Linked DNA regions of Zea mays: region 1 is linked to region 2. A link is a contact called in public Hi-C data. All regions are on one chromosome and are shown on one strand. Each heading gives the region's core, a stretch centred on a gene start, on an enhancer-like site or on the middle of the called end of the contact. The rest is flanking DNA. Distances are from core to core; before and after follow the strand shown. Region 1 holds the start of LOC100191155. Region 2 holds the start of LOC103626591 (phosphopantetheine adenylyltransferase-like).

Evidence for each region. Hi-C and Micro-C count contacts between places; a contact is called where the count stands out from the background.
Region 1: a contact with region 2 is called in a Hi-C map of leaf, with 4 times the contacts expected there. The contact joins the promoter of LOC100191155 here to the promoter of LOC103626591 in region 2. A contact is called at or near these places in 14 of 25 Hi-C or Micro-C datasets (bundle sheath, ear, endosperm and 5 more) and 1 of 3 datasets of contacts at active chromatin or transcription factors (seedling).

What each region holds. Positions count from the first base shown.
Region 1 is chr5:78,713,925-78,720,766 of Zm-B73-REFERENCE-NAM-5.0, reverse strand. It overlaps LOC100191155, which reads left to right and starts at 1,259. Exons shown (of 6, transcript NM_001136591.1): 1 at 1,259-1,503; 2 at 1,588-1,664; 3 at 1,758-1,828; 4 at 1,928-2,434; 5 at 2,868-2,958; 6 at 4,186-4,583. The coding sequence starts at 1,332. The coding sequence ends at 4,272. It overlaps LOC103626594, which reads right to left and starts at 1,176. Exons shown (of 8, transcript XM_008647003.4): 1 at 454-1,176; 2 at 231-356; 3 at 1-137. The coding sequence starts at 963. LOC100193941 (FKBP12-interacting protein of 37 kDa) reads right to left here. Exons shown (of 13, transcript NM_001139010.1): 10 at 6,315-6,476; 11 at 5,814-5,883; 12 at 5,514-5,569; 13 at 5,006-5,415. The coding sequence ends at 5,224.
Region 2 is chr5:78,299,307-78,306,843 of Zm-B73-REFERENCE-NAM-5.0, reverse strand. LOC103626591 (phosphopantetheine adenylyltransferase-like) reads right to left here and starts at 2,696. Exons shown (of 6, transcript NM_001329681.1): 1 at 2,431-2,696; 2 at 2,080-2,151; 3 at 838-897; 4 at 583-677; 5 at 433-502; 6 at 25-352. The coding sequence starts at 2,631. The coding sequence ends at 179. It overlaps LOC100191344, which reads right to left and starts at 7,232. Exons shown (of 4, transcript NM_001136778.1): 1 at 6,600-7,232; 2 at 5,076-5,178; 3 at 4,639-4,847; 4 at 3,393-3,838. The coding sequence starts at 7,177. The coding sequence ends at 3,577.

The DNA of each region.
Region 1 (6,842 bases), core at 10-2,509, 420 kb before region 2:
CCGAGTTCTACAACCACACTCACAAATTCCTTAACAATGGGTGAGCTTTTGTCACGTGACCACTGTCGTGACACACGACCAGACCTCTCAATTGCTCCAAATCCAAACAGGCGCCCCAAAAGATTGTCCTTAGCTTCCTAAACAGAAACGTAAGTTGCCATCAAAACAGGAAAGAGACATGTTGATAGCCATAATGAGTACTGAGTAGTGACATTAGTTTTTCAATTTACCGGTCCCTTCATAGAAGATGAATGTTCCAATAAATTAGGGATCAACTTCATAATTGCTTCCACCTTGATTGCCCGAATCGATTCGAGGACAGCGGCAAGACCCAAAGCAAATCCTTGCCTTGCATACTGCAAACAAATTTCCGAAGTTAATAGAGTAAAGCAGATCGTGACATCAGCCAACTCAAACTAAGCTTGTCCTGAACTCATGGAAAAACATTTCTACCTCTCTAGAAGAAGAGATGCCACGAATAAGCCGCCGGATGGCGTAACGCACTGATGGGGCGCAGTTATCCAGCCCGTCGTCCTTCTCAGCCTCCATCTGCGTATCCCCATCACCAGCATCCCTCTCCCCATTCCGCGCGCTCTTCTCGTACGCCTTCTGCACTTGCCGGAGCTCCACCACCAGCGCCTCGGCTGCAGCCTCTCTAACCGATGCCTCTGGTGATGCCAGGTCTCTGAACACGTTCATGTGCAGTCCCGGTCCCACAGCCACCGGAGCGGCCGGGGGATTCACAGGAGCCGCAGACTCCGCTGCCGGCGGCTGGGGCTTGGCAAATTCGGCCGACTGGCGGTGGCGCTCCTTATCCATCTCCTTCCGCTCCTTCTTCCGCTCCATGGCCAGCTTCTTCTTCGCCGGCGCCTCCGCAGCTGCAGCCTCATTCCGGATAGCGTCCGAGGCAGGCACCGCCTCCAGAACCGCGCGATCAGTCTGGGTCCGTTTTTTCCCGGCCATCGGAGCTCCCTCGCCGCGATGCTTACCACAGAGTCGAGGCGGAGAGGCAGGGCCGTGCCTCGGAGAGTCGAGGAGAGACGGCTGGGGTTTATGCCGACACGAGACGGCGGGGGAGGCCCTTGCCTAGGGTTAGGGGTTTTCCTTCTCGACTTTTTTCCTGCTTTTTTTTTCTGCGCGGACGTTGGTGGCTGTTAGAATTTTGCAAGTGGGCCTAGTCAGTTTAGAGGCCCATGATCAGCCCATTAATAATCTTGTCGTCCTTGTGACACGTGGGCCCTGTCCAGACGCGTGGTGGCACCGCGGAGGGGGCAGACAGAGAGTAAAGGAGGCAAGTAGGCGACTCCGGCGAGAGAAGTGCGGGTGCGGCCATGGCGGACAAGCCGAGCCGCGCGCTGGTCGTCTACGCCGCCGGCCACGCCGCGGCGCTCATCCCCCCGCCGGGCTCCGCAGCCGCGGGGAGCCACCTCGACGCGTTCGCCTCCCGCGCCTGCTGCGGCCTTCTCACCCTACGCTCCCCGCCGACTTCCCATCCTACGACCGGTACTAATCCATCGGACTTCACCTCCCGTCATCTTTGTCACTTGTCGCCGCTCAGTTCGTAGTTCTGTGCTGTGATACGCCTAGGCACCGAGGATAATAGCAGCACGATTTTGGAACTGGCGCAGCTGCTCGACGTTTACGATCATCTCTACCCCGGAAAGGTGAGATCTTGCTTCCCATTTGTGTTGGAATGGAGTGATTGCTCGAGAAAGTAAGAGATGTATGTAATAGTGCTTGAACTTGTTACATTTTAGAATGAGGAAAGTGGTCAAGAAGTTGCCCAAGTGGATCCACAGGAGCTCGTGGTTCCCAAGCTGTTTGAGAGGTGGGTACTAACTGGATGCATGTGCCATCCATGTGCTTTACAAGATGTTAATTAATCTTGTAAGAGTACTAACCAGTTGTAGCTGCCCTGAAATTTCAGGTTTATGGGCCTGAGAGCTGCCTTGGTCACCAGTTGCCCCCATGTCAGCTCCTTCGCAGCGAATCTTGGTTTCCATGTTTTTAAAACCAATGATTTTGCCCCACAATCTGGCTCGTCCAGCATTACTAAAGAGGATGGATTAATCAAAAGAGCATTTGATCTGCTAGGATTCTCGGATGGGGATGTGCAGGAAACATCTGAATTCGATCTAGTCTTCATGCATGTTGCCATGGAGAACACAAGCAGCAAGTTAGGAAAGTTAGGAATGAAGACAGATATCAATCGGCTCGACAAATTAGTTGGTGCAGTCTTGGAATCTGCGCCTGTTGGTTCAGCTATTGCTTCGCGTATTCATGTATCTGTGATTTTGAGCTATGGGTCTGCTTCTGGAAATAAGGATGAGTTTTCCCTTTTAACCTCTTCAACCGAAACAGATTCAGACTTGAATCTACTGCGTCCACGCCAGAGCTACACAATGAAAACAGGGCGTACATTAGATGATGTCAGGTAGATGTTTCCCTTCACCTTGATCACTGGCAAATAAAAATGAATATGCAACAAGTTAAGCCACCTGGAGCAATCTCTCTAGTCTAATTGATGAAAATGCACTTCATTCTTTTGATTTTTTTAGAGCCCAAAATAAGACTATTCGAGTTTGTATCGATCCATCCTGGAAATCAATATAATTATTACTCCCTCCGTACCAAATTATAAGATTTTTTGGCTTCTATAAATACATAGCAGTTGTTATGCACTTAGATATACATTATGTCTAGATACAAAGTGAAAGGAATGTATCTAGAAAAAACAAAATGTCTTATAATTTGGAATGGAGGAAGTACTTATTAAGATTTCATAAGAGGAATAGAAGTACATATATAGATTTTCTCACTACAATGTTGTGAGGCTCACACAGATTTGTTTGCTGCTTGCTGTGCAGACTTCATCATCCAATTTTGCTGGCACAGTGGCAGGACGGAGTAACACGTGTTGATTTGGCTAAAGGGTTCTCTTTTGAGGAGTTTATGAAGGTGAGCTAGATCTATGCTTCTTATTATGTATAGCTGAAACTTGTACTCCGTGCTGCAGAAGATATGGTTTTTCTAATCTTGTGATCTTGGCCCTTTGTTGTGTTAGATGTTTACAGTTCAACTTAATCATCAAAGTTATCCTTTCTTATTTAGGTGTTGGGCCAGCAATAGAAAGAATGTGTATAGGCTAATGTTGCTGAACTGAAATTAAACATGATATGTATGTTCACACTGATTCCTTGAAGGGTAGACACGTCCCTGTCGTGATATACTCAGCTCGTCACACCGGCGATTCTGAATCCTTGTTTTAAGATATGGTCGACTTGGTCGTACCTTGTAAAAGGTTTAGGGCAGTGGGTAGATAACAGTTATATGATGATTGATGGGTTCTCCCTTCTGAAGTGGGCTATCATATTGTCTGTGCACATCACAAGCTGCACCACAAGAATTATCAAAACTGGTGATTCAGGGTGTTACCAATTTAGGGGGGGGGGGTATAAAAGCTTGATATGTACCATAGGCATCATGCAAGATCTGTGCAGTTTTGCTGTGTGCATTGCCAAATGTTTCTGGGGCGACTCTCTACTTTTCTTTCCTTGGCATTTTTATATCAGGCCAAACTGCGGTACTATGAAACCAAAATTATGCTAATGCATTGAAATTCTACATGTCGTTAACTGATTCATGGTAAAGTGAAAGTCTGGCTCTGGCACCATATTCTATACTAGAATGAATACATTACACATGTGGTCATATCCTTTTAAGTTACCTCTGCCGGAACACCCTAAGTGCATAACGCAACCGTCAGAAACATTCCGAATCGCAGCAGCATAGCAACACCGTTTGCAAATTTCTGGCTGGTTATGGTAATGGTTAGAGACTGAAGGCAAGTGTAGATTTTGCTCTGAATATGGTGTGAACAAGAGTTCACACGCACGTGCTATACTGCACCATATATATCTGTTTCATATTTGATTTTGATTTTTGGCCCTGGCATGGTTGAGTGGGTCAGCCTGTGTGACATGGTTAAGCTGTGCCTCGTTAATTGTTACTATCCATGAAACTATCGTTATGCATCTTATACTTCCCCCACTGACCCTTCTGTGTAAAGATATATGGATACAGTACAATACTGTGGTGTGGTTGAACTTCTCTGTTCTTTGATCTGGATTTCCAGGACGAGTATTGACTGACTGACCATATATATTCTTGTGATGTGATCAACAGCGTGGTGGAAACCTTGCTATGCTTGCTGAGCGCTTCCTGCACGAGGTGGCATTTAAGCTCTGGAAAGCGCCTAAATATGGGGCTTGAGGAGGGTATCCAGCGTTGACTGACTTGGCGTCGCGGATAAATAATCGAAGCACCAGATGAGTTGTCGCTTTGTAACGGAAATGACTTGAGTGATGCCAGACATTGTGGCATGTGAGCTTTTTATGTGAAGTGTAACGTGGACAGGCCCTGATGCGATAAACTGTTTGGACATCGTTACTGGTTCAGCCAATGAGAACCTGTAGCAAAACAATATGATGTTTTCTTATGGTAGTTTGGAATGGATGGAGTTACATGCATTGAGCACTGTAATTTTGATAATATAAGACTGTCTCCAACAGCCTCTCTATTCCACTCACTATTTCAAACTACACTTGCAAATGGTGTATCTACCATGCAAAACATTGTTACGTCACATGGCGTGGCTAGAGTTGGTTTAAAACAGTCTCAAGCAGATTCCTTAATTTCTATCTTACTTTCTATTTTAAACTTCACTCTCTACAAATAGTGTAAAATAGTATTACATATTCTCTAATCTCTCTCTATTTCAAACTTCACTCTTTACAAATAGTGTAAAATACTCTCTAAAAATAGTGTAAAATAGTATTTTACACGGCCATTTAGATAGTATAATCGTCCGTGATCCATGTTTTATCTGTGTGAACTCGCAGTAGATCGTCGTCCGGTGGGCTAAGATTGACTGTGTGATGTTGGCATGTAGGGGTAGAGAGATTGGTGCAGGGAGAGTATGACGAAGGCAACGAGACCAGTCGGAGAACTTCAACTGCGGCACAGATACGTACACATCTAGATGAGAGATAGAGAGCATGTTTTATATTGTAACTATATAGATAGAACTAAAATGAACATAGATATTATAAAAATCGAACGGTTCTACTAGTTAAGATTGGCCTAATATGCTACGACTTCCCGCACATCGGGAGTCTCAACAAACACACTACCGTCTGGTCGTTTCCACCCCTCCGTCTCCCCTTAACTTTCCAGCTTCACTTGCAGCGGATCTGAAGCCGGCTTCAGATCGTTTCCAGCTCCGTCTCCCTCTTCCACCGGAGCTGGTGCCGGTGCCGGTGCTTCTTGAGTGCCTTCCTTCTGGGAAAGCGTCTCCTCCTTCAGTCTAGTCACCTCTAACTCCTTGGCTTCTAGCTCCTCTTGCAGGATGGCCACCTGACAAGAAAAAAAAATGCGAGCTCAAAACCTCGTCACCAGAGAAAGGCAACCGACTAACAGCAGTGCACAGTCGTAGCAGTAACGGTGACGCTTACCAGTTCGTTTGATCTCTCCACGTCATTCGTCACGCCGTCCATGTGCTTATACAAAACTGACAGCAAATGAAAAAAAAAAGGTCAGACGCATATATGCGTGGTCCATGGCCAGCCATCACCGACCACCAGCACTCAATCTAACCGTGGTGCAAGAAGTGTAAAATGAGCACACACAAAATCAAACAGTTTAGACTGGAAGGTGCAGTGGGCGATACTCTTTGGCCAAGCACTGATCACTGAGAAACACCTAAAAAATATATTGTAAAGAAAGCAGCACCTATCGGCTAGAGTATCACTAACCATCAAATTGATTCCGGAGCTCGTTGTTCTGCGACTTCAGAACGGCGATTTTCATCCCAAGCTCATGGATCTGGAACAAAGATGCCCTGTTACAAGTCCATCTCCTTTTACGGGGGGGGGGGGGGGGGGGTATTAGGATACAAGGAAGCCGAAATTTATGCGTTTTGACTACCAATTATCCGAATTATATGCATACTCGGTGTAGCAGAATTGTATTTATAAATTTGCATTTCACAGATCTTTTGACATAGCATTATTTTGTAGTAGTTCTAAACATAATGTCATTTAAAGACTTATCCAAACCCTAATGCATCCTATAAAACGAAAGAGGGAGTGATTCAGCGAAATAAGAGCAGATCTGACTTTTGTTACGAAGTCTGTTGTTTCAAAAGAAACTGACCAAGTACACCGTTTCTGTTTTGGTGATCGTAAAAATCTGAAAGCATATCAAAATTTACATGGTGGCAAAGTTAAGCAGGAATAAGGAAAAAAAAGGCTTACTTTTCCTTCCGATGCCATCGCCCCAATCTCTTCGTTTTCCTCTTGCAATGTTCTGCATTTAGCCATCAGCATTTTTCCCAGTTTGCTGGATGGAGTGAAATTGACAGCAGCAACGTTGTCCTGTAGCTCCTTTATTTTTTTCTCTTTCTCCTCCACAAGATTCTGGCACAAAAGCAGAATTTAAGATTTGGAATACATGGATAACCAAGATAATGTGGCAGCTATACCTTTTATAGGCAATTAAATAAAACATAAGTTTAAAATTCAGATTGATCATATGTGTATTATTTCTAAGGGGGTGTTTGAATGCACTAGAGTTAATAGTTAGGGGGTGTTTGAATGCACTAGAGATAATAGTTAGTGGCTAAAATTAGTTGAGACATCCAAACACCTTAGCTAATAGTTTAGCTATTAGCTATTTTTAGTAAATTAGTTAATAGTTAGGTAGTTATTTGTTAGCTAGCTAATTCTACTAATAATTTTTAGCCAGCTAACTATTAGTTCTAGTACATTCAAACAACCCCTTAG
Region 2 (7,537 bases), core at 1,447-3,946:
GGCTGCATATTTTTTCTTGGTAGAATATCCTTCGGTCTAAATATGTGAAGAAACTGGAACTTTTCTGTATTGATCAGTCCATGTTTGGGCACAGAAGCACTGTGCCTTTGTATGTGATGGAAGTAGAGAGCTCAAAGTTTAATGTATTTTTTGTTAAAGTACGAACTTCGGTTCATTACTATGCTCCATGTGACTGAACCGCTATGTTTTGCACCCCAACCGGAGTGCCTACTGCTGTATCATCTTGTTTATTCTGTTGCTGCAGCGCCCTCTCGGCTTCCATCTTTCTGAATGCCGTGGAACTTATCTTGTCCCCCGTCGACTCCTCTGGCACCAGCTCTATCACCTCGATCTGCAAGATTTTAATAAACCACATGAGGGTTAGTTTCCCTCTCTCTCACTCTATAATAAAAACAACCATTGCAACCAAACCTGCAACTGAGTGAGCCCTCTCTCTGCTCTCTTCCTGTTGACAGCGTGTCCTCCCGGCAACGTCTCCTTGCTGCTCCAAGGTTCGCATACGATCAGCACCACTACTAAAGAGTAGACGGAGGGAGGGGGCAAAGCAAGAGCATCCCCGACCTGACAATGATGGCCTCAAGGCCTTGGTCAACGATGGATGGGCCGAAAGGGTCGACGATGGGCTCCACACGAACATCAAGGTCGGGCTTTATGAACTGCAGATGGAAAGAGCAGAGTTTTTTTTTGTCAAGTTGGAGCGAGGCAGCTGCATCATACGTACTACTTTGTTTCATCTAATATATAAGTTTTAATCGTCATTTAATTAAGGGTGCCTGTTGCTCATGTGCACGGGATTTACTGGAACAGGAGGATTACCTTAATATAATCCATGGCATTCTGCATCCGCTTCTCGATCGGTTGTATCAGGTCGGCGTACTGCAGGGAACAAAAGCAAAGCAGCCAAAGGGGAAAAGACGGCATCAAACTTCTCTACTACATAAGCAAAGTCAGTCTTTAGATTCTTCAGCTCACTTCTCTACGCCATGACCACCAATATGCAGCTCACATGCACATTTTGTAGACGGGGATATGCTGTTCCATTCAACCAGTGGTTAGTGGCTGACCGCCCAACCTACTAGACTCTATTCCCCCTACCAAACCTTTCAAATCTGAAAAAAAAACCTTTGAAATCTGGAACCCTGTCCATGTTCAATGAACCTGCATACGACCGTGAACCAGTAGTATGGTTTCCCACCACCTGAAACGCTAAACCCGGCCATTGTTCGATGATCATGACATGGGGCCATTATTTGGTGATCATGACATGGTTTTAGTGTTTGATGTCGACCTATTCCTGTGGACTGTGGTGCCTCTCAGCCGTCTCTGATTGCGCTAGATTACCACCACTCGTCAGCCCATACCCCCATTGGTTCGGTCCCATTGCGGTTGCGCTATAATTAGGGGGGCTGTTTGGATGCTAAGAATTAGCCACCTAATCTGCTAAAAGTAGCCAATAACCAAACTATTAGCTGCGTTCAACTAATTTTAGCAGCTAACTGTTAACTGTAGTGCATTTGAACACCGGTGTTTAGATGCAGAGATAATAGTTCTTTGATAAAAAAATTATTAGTCGAATTAGCTAGTTTGCTAAAGAAAAGCTAATAGTTAAACTACTAGCTAGACTGTTTAGATGTCTTTGATTAATTTTAACAGCTACTCTAGTGCATCCAAACATGGTAGCATAGTTTGAGACCGCAAGCCATCCTACCTACCTCCGTTCAAAGTTCCAAATCGAGGCTACAGACTTGAGACGGCTTGGCTTGCAATTTGAAAGGGAGCGGCCGAGCGAGCATGCGTTGATGGGGATCACATGTGGAACATGCAGCTGGGGCGTGTGTGTGGGTTGAGACGTCTGACGTCCCGGGATTTTAAAAAGCCTGACGTTGCTGTGGCATCCGCTGCGCGGCATGCAGGGACGCGATGGTCGGGGTTTGTTTTAGCGTGGAATAAGCAATGGCGTGATCGGGCTCTATGCAAGCGTGCTTGCGTCGATCGGGTTTGGATTAGAAGCGAGAGTGTATTGTCGGATGCATCCGGCCAGTTGGCGCGAAAGCTGACCTGTTTCTTGGCGAGCATGGGGCCGTCGCAGACGCCGACCACGATCCTCTCCCTCGCCAGCTCCGCTGCCGCCTGCCACAACGTGGATTCTTTATATGTTTTCGGAAGAGAAAGGGGGACGAACCGAGGAAACGGGAAAATCATCGTTGTTAGGAATAGATTAGTAAAAACCAGAATAAACAAACACACACACACAAAAAGAAAGAAAGAAAAGAAAGGAGGGGAATCGAAGGATCAGCTGAAGTTTCAACGCTTCGAACACACACAAACGCGCACACGCAGGCAGCGAAAGAGACGACGACGATTGGACTGTTATGCCCAAGAGTGGAGACCTTGTTGCCCGTACCGTACCTTCAGGAAGAGATGGTGGCCCTGGTGCAGGCGGTCGAAGGTGCCGCCGATCACGACGGCCGCGTAGCCGGCCGGTGGCTGCCGTCTGCCCCCGGCCTCCTCCTTCACGGCGCCTTCGCCGATGACGCTGGCGGAGGCGTCAGCCACCGTGCCCACGGCCGGCCCTTTCTCCACCGCTCCTGACCCCTCCTCCATGGCCATGGCGCGCTCCGGCCGAACAAACAGGCGCGCGGCCGGGTTTTTGGCTGGTTGGTCAGTGGCGTCGCGGCCTCGCGGGTGCGTGCGCCTGGTTTTGAGGCTGCTCTCCTCCTACTCCTGAGTCCTGACCTGTCCGCCTGTTCACTGATAGGTGGGTCCGGTTCAGCCTACAAAGGGCCTCGTCCTACTTGTCCTCGGTAACAGAGCCACGACTACACGCCAGCCTCGACCTTGACGGGGCTACCGGCCAGAGTGACTATGTGTTCTAAATTTTACAATATAAGATAGTGACAATGTGTTCTAAATTTTACAATATAAGATATAAAATTAAATCAGATTAAAATCGAGAACTATTTATATTTATTTTTAAATTAAAAATTATTTAGAGTTCTACTATTTTACAAAGAAGCATTTAAATCCAATCCATTATCACTCCTAGCTAAGCGGCTACCTAGTGGTGCTATGCAGCTTGAGGTCAAGAAGGCGATGCACGCACAGACGCACTAGACCTAGCAGTGGCAGGGAGTAGAGATGGAACACGATTCTCGTATAGAATAGAACAGCGAGACATGGAATCGCGCACCCCGGTACCGGTTCGTTCCACTGCGAGCCGGGATGGATGCAGCGTGCTCCACCACAGTGGCATACCACACCCATCCATACTCAAAAGCGCTGTACAATGGCTGCGAGCCGGGAGTGTTCGGCCGCTCAGCCCAGCGCAGCAGCGCTGCCACGGCTGCGGAATCGCTGTACAATGGCTGCCTCACAGCGCTGCAACCAGCCAGCGAACAGGCTCAAACAAAGCAAGCATACAGTATCTCAATAACCTCAGGCAAACATCTTTGGGAGCCTACCATCAGATTTTCTGAGTGGCAAAGAAACACCTATCCATTCTCAGAACAGAGTAACAGACCAAACACAGATAGATTCGACGGCCCTGCCTGTTGGTCATGACACCTCGACCGTGGAGCAGACCTTGAGGAACTCGTCGATCTTGGCGGAGTACACGTGGGGGAAGCTCCGGTAGTGGTCCACGTGCGGCGACGAGACGAAGTCGTGGGCGAACACGCTGCGCCCGAGGGACCTCTGCGACTCCACGAAGCGCTCCACGCACTCCGCCGGGATGACTCGGTCGGCCGAGCTGTACAGGTAGAACTGCGGGCAAGGAGGCTGCTGCTCTGAAAGCACCGAGAGAACCTTGCACAGCCGCCTGCAACAGTGTCAGATAGCGGAACAGGCGAACGGCGTACAGTAGTAGATCTGGGGAAAAGAAGATAAGGTCTACAGCTACAGTACAGGAATGCTTAACAGGAGAAGCAAGAAATGGATTCCATGAGTTTGACCCAGAGCCTGGGTTGGATACAGCCAGCTAAGGACTTGTTCGGTTATTCCCAATACACATGGATTGAATAAAATTGAAAAAAATTGAGAAAAAGTTTAACTTGTTTGGAATTCAAATCCATCCAATCCCACTCAATCCACATGGATTGAGAGCTAACCGAACAAGCCCTAACAGTTAGGTGCTAAAAATTAGCTAGGATGGATTCCAAGCAGGCCCAGCTAAGAAAGACATCAACTAACAGTTAACTGGGCATCCAGCTAACAATTGTTTGGATAGCAGGTAACTGGAAGTCGATCGACCGAAACACACTCAACTGATAAAGTATTAGCAACTAGCTATTAGTTAGGCAATTAGTAACAGACATGGTTACGGTTGATAAAACAACACTTTCACCACAGAAGCTCTTATTGCCCCCCCCCCCCCCCCCTCTGGCCTTTTTTGACCCACTGTTTGATTCAACAACTGATACACGCTTGTTCTCCTCTTAAAAGAACCTATGGTTTTTTTGTTTGATGAGTCTTCTGAGGATTTGATATCACATTTTTTTAACTAAATACCCACCCCAACCCAAAAATAAAACAGCAAAAATAGTTGATGAGCGCTGGCAGGCACAGGGTAGTTCATGGCACTTAAGTAGAGCAGCGATTCATAACTGTAACTGCACTTACTTGTTTACATCAGGTACGTAAAGAACAATCTCGAAGAATTTCCGCAGAGTTGACAGGAGAAAACATTCACCCCATGAAGGTTGCGTCACATTGGAGCCAACTCTGTTCAAGGTGCCATTTACAACAGGCCCATCAAGAGATTCAGTCGTAGGACCAGTCATGGAACTGCTTTTCTTTAACATTGCAGCAGAGAACCCGGCCGCCCAGACCTGAGTTCAACGTAAAAATGAGAACTTCCATGCAAGCAAGCTTCGGTGCATAGAATGCCATGCAGAAAGCATGGTAGACAACCACAGTACAGGATAAAAAGATGATAAGGATATAAAATATCTACTTGTAAATGTATGGAGGATCTTGGAACATTTTCTTCTAGCGTGTTAGAAGTCTATTTTAATTGTATACCTGATTCAGCAAGAAAAAAGGATAGGTATACGGACCTCTGGTCTTATCTCTAGAACTGGTGCAGAGTCTACAATACATCCTCTTATTCTCTCAGTTAGGTCAGCTCTTGATTGTAAATTCTCCAGTACAGCACCATAGCTGGAATGAAAGCAAAAAAAAAAAAAAAAAAAGAAGGTTTTATGCATATTACATTGATGACATGAATTTCAGATATAAACATTAAACAGTCAAATAAGTGTTTTTGCTAGGATTTCAAGTAATATAGGAATGGGAAAAAAAATATCCTTGACTAGATTCAGCATATTCACCCGAACTATCCCAGAATGAAGTTATAATGATTAAAATAATGAGATCTAATGAGAAATACAGGGAAAAAGGATCAACTGTGTGTGAATGTAGTTCAGCGCAACAAGTAAATGGTCACACGTTGGTTTTTAGAATAATAAAAACGATGACAAAAGTCAGTAACAGAGTTGATGTATAACAGATCACCATAAAGAAAATGTGCACAGAGCAACCATGCGCGTGTCAGCAGAGAATCGGCACTGTGGCATCACTATCAGACAATCTAGTCACTGACAGATAACCGTTGTTGCTCTCTCACCATTTTTCATACTGCTATGTTACCACTGGGAGCTGGAACATGTGCCCTGGAGAACCACAAGGAGATTCATTTTACAAAACACCAAACATATGATGGAGATTTTCTCCTAGGCATGTTGGTACATGCACTTTTAATTATCCAGCTAGAATTGGATGTAGTATACTGAACTAAGGGCTAGTTTAAGAATCACATTATCCCAAAGGATATTTGGGATATTTCCATTTTCCTAAGGCCCCGTTTAGATATTTGGAATTGAATTTCATTCTAATAATAATAATTTAGGCATATATCAATTAAGCTAATACAACTTTATAAAAAATATATTTGTATACTATTATTAGCAAGATGTCGGAGATAAAATATATTTATATACTATTATTAGTAAGATGTCAGAGATATTTATGTACTATATTTTTATTAAAAAGGAGTGAGCCGAAGAGCACCCTATAAGTTACAGAATAGAATCATATTCTACTAATATATAAAATCATTTCCTATCCTACATCTATAAATTTGAGATAGACTTATATCTGAACTTGGGAAAATGATGGAATATCAAATTTCAAGCTAAATAGGTTACTTTATAAGGGAAATTATTCATTTTTTTAGAAGATATGAATCAGTTGGAAAAAATGGAGTTACTAAACTAGCCCTAAATGCTCCCATCAACCCCGTGATATGTTGGGCGAGGATATACCTCCTGAATCGTGCAAATTCTATGCATCAATCTCACGTGCCAAACTAAAGTTTCATAACAAGTCTACAACGTGTCACGCGACATGCTAGCACCCCCCATGTCAGTGTGCAACCGACCGTGGAACGCATGTACGTGTCTCGCAAACGTCGTACGAACTAACTATCCGCTTTCGAATGTTCCGATCTATAATTGAATCATCCGCACTATAACTGAAGCTCCTTCAGGAGAATTGAGGGAGGTTGGGTTTCTGTTCCTTACGCGAGCCATCCGGTGTTGCTGAAGGTGTGGAAGAGGAGCGTGCGGCGCCGATCGGCGTCGCACCACGCGGCGACCTGCTCGGAGAGGTCGGCGACCCTGCGCTCGACGCGGCGGCCGAGGTCGAGGCCGACGAGCTCGCGCACGGGCACGACGAACCGCACCGCGCCGACCCCGCGCTCGCGGTAGAGGTCGGCGTAGCGGCGCAGGTGCTTCTGGCGCGCGCCGAGCCAGCCGAGCAGCACGACCAGCGTGGCACCCCCGGCAGCACCGCCGCCAGCGAGCGGCGAGGGGGCGGAGTCGCCCGGGGGCGGGTCCCACTCGATGAAAGGGTCGGAGTCGGGCGGCAGGAGGTTGAATGGCACGGAGCCCGGAGGCGCGGCGCCGGAGGGGACGGATAGAGAGGCGGCGGCGGGGCAGGCGAGGCTGGCCCTGCCGCGAAATGTCGCGGGATGGCGCGGCGGGAAGGAGAGAGAGGCGGACACCGGGGCCCGGACCTGGACGCGCCTGAACGCGACGCGCTGGTGCGCAGCGGCGGCCGTGAAGGCCGCGGCGAGGTGGCGGGCGGGGGCCGCAGCCATGGGCGGATGCCGGAAGCGGACTGGGTGGAGCCAAAGCGGCGGCGGCGAAGTGGCGAGGGCGACGAGGAACTGAAACGAGACGAGGCCCGGCCCCCGGCCCCCGGGGGGCTTTATGACGGTGACGGTAAGGGGTGGGTCACTGACGCGTGAGCCCACTCCACACAGGCGTGAGGTACTGTGGATCCCGCGTGGGAGAACGGTTGGGGGCACACATGGCCGCAGTTAATTCGAGCGTGCACGTGGAGGCGCTGACATGTGGGCCAGGAGGACCACGTTTCGTCCACACGCCAAGCAGAGGAATGGAGGATTTTATTATGTACTGGACATCCATGTCTCTTTTACTTGCGAGTCCAATTGGAT